2 separate regions of the Mus musculus genome follow, and region 1 is linked to region 2. The links are chromatin contacts, called in public HiChIP or PLAC-seq maps. All regions are on one chromosome and are shown on one strand. The core of a region is the stretch at or near the end of the contact, and the rest is flanking DNA. Distances in the headings are between cores, read along the strand shown.

Region 1 (3,613 bases), core at 585-3,084, 130 kb after region 2:
CTGAGGGGTTCACTTCTATCACTGTGACAGAGTACTTGAGAAAAACAGTTAGGGGGAGAAGGCTCCCTTCTGTCTCAGAGTTTAGACGCTTCGGTCATGGTTACTTGGTCCCGTGGCTTTGTGGCTTCTCCGCTCATGCATAGTGAGGCAGGTTGTCTCATGGACCAGAGATAATAAATAGTCTTTCTCCAGCTAGGCCCTACATGAGAACCTTCCTGCCACCTCCCAGTCACACCATTGTATTATGGTTCAATCAGTGGAGTCCACTGATTAGATCAGAGCCCTTTGGAGCCAATTGCTTCTCAATTCTCAATGACTGGGAACCAAACATTCATTTCCTAAGCTTGTGCTAGGCTGTGGGGTTGCTTCATATACCAACAGCAATATTCAACAAGGTAAAGCCTTGGTCTCCAATCCTTGAGTGACGCAGCCACTTTCAAATTCCAGGTCCTACCCTGAGAAAGCAGTAGTCACCCCAGTCGGGGAGCCTGGGGGCCATTTTTTTCTCTGATCCTACCTAATTCTCTTTCCAGAACCTCTTCACTTTTTCCAAGAGGTCTCTGCTATCCTTGAATCCTGAGTCTGTCCCGCCACCACCAACCAGACTCAGGAATGCCATCTCCAGTTCTAGTAGTGACATTGGTTTGAACCCGACTTCGTGATTCCTGTCCTCTGTTGGACTACGGCATGGTTGTCTTCCTTCAACCATGTGTAATCAGGTCCCTGGAGAGGTTCACAAAATCACCTTTGAAGTCACCTTTGAAAGCACTCTGCAGATGGGCACATTGGCTCATACCTGTAGTCTTATCACTGAGGCAGAGGAATTGCTAGGAGAGCTTGGGATAGAGAGCTGCTATAGTCACTCTACAAACCTGGGTCCTAGTCTAGCCCCCATCTTCCCAAGTCGCCTAGCCCCCGCTACCCCCATCCCTGATTCCTCAACTTTCACAACCTCCTATCCCCTATCCTCACCACATGCAGCCCTGGCCTGCCCCCGGGAAATAGTGTTCAGTAAAGTAAGATTTTTATAATGGACTTTTGGGCAACAATGTGACTCTAGATTTTCTTCTGGAAGACACTGTATGCTGCAGGAGGTGTGGCTTATTTCTCTCTTTGCTTTAGCAGCTAGGAAGCTCAGAGGCAGAGTTCTAGCAAGTGTAAGAGAGTGTGTCGCCCTTTTATGGAGTTCTCTCTCTGTGTCTCTCTCTGTCTCTGTCTCTCTCTGTCTCTCTCTCTCTCTCCTTCCCCCAATGACCCTCACCCAAAAGCCTTTCCTTTTACACTGTTGTCAAAATGCATGACAAACTTGCTGAAACTGGAATCAGAGTCTGCTTCTCCTGACATCTCCCCGCCCCTTCCCAGGGTTCTTCTCTGACTTCCCCAGCCCAGGTCTCCTTCCAAGGAGCTAAAAGTCTTGGGATCTTGGTTGGTTTGTTGGTTAACTGACTGGTTTGTTTCTCTGTTTATTTTTGTTCGTTTGTTTGTTTTTGTTTGAAACAAGTCTCACTCTCTATCCCGAGCTGTCCTTGAACTCATAGCAATTCCCCTGCCTCAGTGATAAGACTACAGGTATGAGCCAATGTGCCCAGCTGCAGAGTGCTTTCAAAGGTGATCTCACCACCTTCGGGTTTCTCCAAATTTTGGGAACCTCTGCAGGGACCTGACTACACATTTTCCCAGCATGTAACGAGCACAAAGCAAAAGCTCCATTCCCTACCCTGCTTCTCAGGTGACCGAGAAAACCCAACAGGAAGCAGCATCAATGCACTTGGTTACCATAACGACACTGGGTGGATGGAGGAAGGGGAGACAGAGGTCACTACTGCTGACCTGTTTGTGTCCCTTTGTAAATGACACTGCCTCCCATAAATACCCAAATGTTACAGAGCATAGAACAGTCCCTTGGGGCCCTGTTCTCTGTCACTTTACAAGGTGGTGACTAGCTGTGTTCAGAGGGTTTGTCTTTCCTTTCCTTTGGCACCTTGTAGACTGGTCTTCCAGTCTTCCTGGTCCTCCCTCCATAGCAACTCGGGAGGTTACAGAATCGAGAGGAAGCTAGAAGACTCGCCTTACCCTACCCTGCATGCTAGTGCAAGCAGGGAAAGACTGCTGTGTGCGCTCTCTCTCTCTGTATCTCTCTGTGTGTCTCTCTCTCTCTGGCACAATTTCTGTGTGTATCTCTTTCTGTGTCTCTGAATCTGTCTGTCTCTCTCTCTCTCCTTCCCTCTCTCCCTCTCCCTCCCCCACCCCCCAAGTAGCTAGAGTTAGAAAGACCTCCAAGGGGAAATCACTGTGGGGCAGGACACAGGTGACATTCCCAGCAGAGAATGAACCTATGCCAGGGCCTCCCTGGCCCATGGTCCCCTGCAGCCCCTGCCCTCTGCTGCTCTCCCCTGATCACAGTAACCAGCCGTACACTCAGGCCAGGGGACAGGGCCACTCACTACTGCTGGGACACCTCCCCAGCCTCCTGTTTCCTTCTGTCCTGCTCTGGACTAGACTTCTAAAATTCCTTTAGACTCTGCCCATCCCTTCCTTTTGAGGTTGTCTTCTCTGCCCAGATCTCTAAGGTACTACCTTGATTCTTCCATCTACCAGGCCCAGGAGAGATTTCTGGTTTGTAGAACGAGGTCCCCAAGCAAAGTGGTGTTCCAGCATCCTCACCCTTCACCCCCAGGACACTTGTCCTTCTCTGAGTTTGGTTTTATTGTTGTTCACCTCCTCCATCAACGCTGCAGATTCGCAGGTGAGATGTCCGCTTCTCCGTCATCCCACCAAGCCCACACAGCATATTAAAACAGGCAAGCATGCTGAAAGCATCTGTCTTTATCTTGCTCAGAGAGTTTGTAAATGAACGGTTATACACTATGAGGGCTTGCTTGTGTTCTAGGGCAGGCTCACCCATCTTCCTGATGAAAGTAGTTCTGATCCAAACAGCTAAACATGAAAACATCAAGGAGATTTTTACATCTCACTGTGAGTCTCACAGAACCCTATTGCATCCAAGTAAGAGTCCTCCAAGTAAGGTGTCCCAGCAGTAGTGAGTGGCCCTGTCCCCTGGCCTGAGTGTATGGCTGGTTACTGTGATCTGGGGAGAGCAGCAGAGGGCAGGGGCTGCAGGGGAACATGGGCCAGGGAGGCCCTGGCATAGGTTCATTCTCTGCTGGGAATGTCACCTGTGTCCTGCCCCACAGTGATTTCCCCTTGGAGGTCTTTCTTGAGTACTAAGTACTGTAGTTGTACTTGAGACCCGCTGTGGGGTCAGAGGTCATAGGGGCCAGAGGTCACAAATGGACCTCCTGGGCAGGGTCAGAGCTCTACACATTTGCCAATGGCAGGCTTTAACAGGTGATGTCATCTGTCCAACAAAGTGCATATGGCTGTGGAAATGAGCTGGGGAGAGGGAGAAGGCACTGATCAGTGAGCGAACACGGAGGGTCATGCTGTTGAGGGATGGGACAGCAGAAATGCCAGGGGTTGCTCTGGCCTTCGGGGTCTTACAGGAGCATGGTCAGAACGTATGTAGCATGAGTTCTACAGAGGCTAAAGTCACACGGACGATTGCAGATGGGTGCTTCTCCCAGACTTGCCTCCTCCTGCTTTCCCAGAAAGG
Region 2 (3,240 bases), core at 147-2,646:
CCTGTGAGTGTGTGCCTCAGACTCCCAGATTGCTTCTTTAAGGGCAGATGGTCTGTGACGCCACAGCTCATGTGCATCATGGGAAGTGGGATATGAGTCAGGCTGTGTGGTAGGAAGATCCTGAAGCAACTAGTCGTGTGGCATCCAAAATCATGAAGCAGAGGGCGGTGAGTCCACTGCTATCCAATTCCCTCTCTACTTACACAGCCCAAGATTCCACCTAGGGAATGGTGCCACCCACAGTGGGCAGGTCTTCTCAGCACAACACAGTCGAGATCACCTCCATAGCCATGACCAAAGGCCTGACTACCAGATGACTCTACTGTTGGTTACACTGATAACAAACACTAGTCATCAAGGGTCCTAACCAGCCTTTCTCCAGCCTAGACCACCCACCAAGGTCTTCTTCCCAACACATATCCCAGCTCACATCCAGCCCCCAACCCCCACCTGAACATCATCTATCACTTCTGGTCCTAAGTCTGATGTCTCCAGCTCTACCAGTCCCCAAGGCCATACCCTCCACACAGAATATGGGGCACTATTGACCCATCAGAGAAGGTTTTATTGATGATTAGAACAGAGGCCCTTGAGAGACTTGTGCCCATGGATGTCTGCCCACTATCCTGCGTACGGATCCACACCCACACACATACAGGAAACATGAAGTAGACTCAGTGGGGTTTTCAAAATCTAAGCACAGGAGATTGGGAAAGAGAAGCAGAGTCGGAGAGAGAGGAGGAAATGAGGAGAAACAAAAGAGGAGTGGAGCTGATCAAAACATGAATGCATGAACTTCTCAAACAGAAAAAAAAAGCCCTTGGCACTGGCTTGGCTCTGCCCAGCTGGGTGATGCTGCTTCTCCATCCAGTTCCCAGGACACCACTCCATCCTTAGAAAAATCATTTCTAAGATTCTGAGAAGTTTCAGATGGCTCAACTTCCAGAAGCAAGAAGTTGGGACCACCTGGACATCACTTGGGGAAGGGCAGGCTAGACGAGCTATACAACTGTTTCTGTGTTAAGCAATGCCAGTGTCTAGATGCCACCTCCACTGGCCACTGGAGCAAGGGAAGATGAAGGCAGCCTAGGGGGTTAAACCATCCATGCCATCAGCAGAATGGAGACTCTGTAGGAACAGATTACTCAACATGGTCTAGACATACCCAGTCAGACTCAGAGCAACAGGAAGATAGGATGTTCTCAAAGGTAAGGCCTACAGAGAGTAATAAAGGGCCTGGAATTCCTGCCCATGTGAGCGCAGGCTCTCCGATCCAATGCTAATCAGATTCTGAGAGGATTCCAAACTCCGGCTTTCTTGTCTTTGGAAAAGCCCAGAAGGTATTGGGCAGAAGCCTACTGAGTCATCCAAACCACGCTCTTCAGCTCTCCCCCACCACACAGCACCCTGAGGAAGTTCGCCCCAAGCTCAGACTTTACACAGATCAAAAAATCTCTGCATTCAGACTCCAAAGAAACACGGGCCGATTACAACATCCATGTCTGTTTCAAGTAAAAATCCCATCTTAGTTTCATGAATCAATGAGTACATGTTTGAATTAACACCAGTATTTATTGAGGTTTAACAAGAGCCCATACCAATGCCTATCTCTCAGCTTTATCTGCATGTCCCTTATAGAGTTATTAAAACCCCAAAATATAATTTTAATAATCAGTGGGATTTTAATTAACACACAATAATGATCCCCATTCAATGGAACGCCTCTGATTCAGAAAGTAATTATTCATTCACGACACTTAATTTGAAGCGTTACCACAGATTTGTATCTCCTAAAGCCACAAGAAGTTTGAGCATAATAGTTCTTGTTAGAACTTATAGAGCAAGTTCACTTCAGAGCAAGACTGGAGACCAGGTTCCAAAGGAGGAGAGAAGATACAGGGAGGACCTGAAACAGGCTGGTGGCACCCTGAGGAAGGAGCAGAATGTGGTCTTAGAAATGATTGTCACCTGGCTGTCACTCAGGACATGGCCCCACACTCTCTCCTGCACGAGTCTCTGGTCCTGTGTCTTAGAACCATTTTAGACAGAGAATTCATTGCCACAAAAAAAGAATGCCCAGAGTCACTTGGAAAGTCACTGGCTCCCTAGACCACCATGTTCTCATCTATCAATCTAGACATCCAGATTGGCCCTGCCTCTCTGTAGACCATCAGGGGGACAGGACTGGGAACAATGAATGGAGGTAAGGCCAACTTAGGCCATCATATGTAAGCACAGACTAGACCAGCTTCAGAGACCCAGAGCAGACTTCGACGTTTTCCAGGCACCCCAGGGAGGAATTGTCTCCTCTTACCATTACCCATCCTGCCATAGCAAGGAGCTTAACGTTTAGTGGCACTCGGTTCAGCACTAACTGAGACATGAGCTATGCTGAGCTAGGGCAGGGCTATACTAAAGTAAGAGAGAGAGGAGTTGCTAACTCTGATACGTTCCCTGGAAACTTGTAGTTAGGGGGCCATCACTCTAGGGTCCACGTTAACAAACACCCAGGTGAACCTACAACAGCCAAACACCAAGGAAAGAAGGCTCCTTCACTTGCACATCCTATATCCACTGATTCATTCCACTTGTGAACTCTGAAATCATGTCCTTATTCTCTGTGGCATAGCGCTCTACCCACCGAACCGTGGTTCTAGCCACATTCTTAAGAGCACTAACCCAAGGCCCTCGGACATGAATTAACCCTTCCCTTCCAAGAGAGGTTCTCTATGGCCTCATTTCCAAGCTGGCAGCTCTCCAATGAGTTAGAGAGCTGTGTCCTGCTTGCTTTCAGAGCTGTGGTGTTCACCTAGGGACAGTTCTGAGCCTAGAGTATCCTGGACTAAGTCTGGGTGCGACTAGCATTTCATAGATAGAAGGCAGCAATGCTGGTGGATATTCCAGGAGGTACTGCCCAACAGCAAGAGAGAGCCTCTTACAGATCTTCCCTGGTTTCAGGAATTAGTGAATCGGGAATGGCAAACATTGGCTCTTCCATGATCCTGTCCAATCAACACCATGTTTAAGGAGCATTTGGGAGTTCCCTGTCCTCCAAGTGAGAAAGTTAAGCCTTTTCATGGGTAAACAACACATCCATGGCAGAGAGGTGGGCACATTCACCCAACCCCTGCTCCATCAGCCATTCTTCCTTTTTTTGTGACTGTCCACCAGCCCAAAGAACCCGACTCTACAAGGAAACCTAAAGCCACCACACATGGCTGGGACCCAGATTGGAAAACA

Evidence for each region. HiChIP or PLAC-seq counts read pairs in DNA pulled down with a chosen protein or histone mark.
Region 1: an H3K4me3 HiChIP or PLAC-seq map of the SCID.adh cell line shows a contact between it and region 2, with 12 read pairs. The contact joins two enhancer-like sites. A contact is called at or near these places in 2 of 115 datasets of contacts at active chromatin or transcription factors (the SCID.adh cell line and double positive thymocytes).

The regions. Positions count from the first base shown.
Region 1 is chr12:107,893,262-107,896,874 of GRCm38.p6, forward strand. No RefSeq gene overlaps it. Among named protein-coding and RNA genes, the nearest start is that of Gm33341, 71 kb to the left of the region's middle. Within about 2 kb of position 1,835, at least 2 of the 459 cell types and tissues checked have an H3K27ac peak or open chromatin away from gene starts, as enhancers often do. A contact at or near this core is called in the SCID.adh cell line, where this site is marked.
Region 2 is chr12:107,762,980-107,766,219 of GRCm38.p6, forward strand. No RefSeq gene overlaps it. Among named protein-coding and RNA genes, the nearest start is that of 4930465M20Rik, 29 kb to the left of the region's middle. Within about 2 kb of position 1,397, at least 7 of the 459 cell types and tissues checked have an H3K27ac peak or open chromatin away from gene starts, as enhancers often do. A contact at or near this core is called in the SCID.adh cell line, where this site is marked.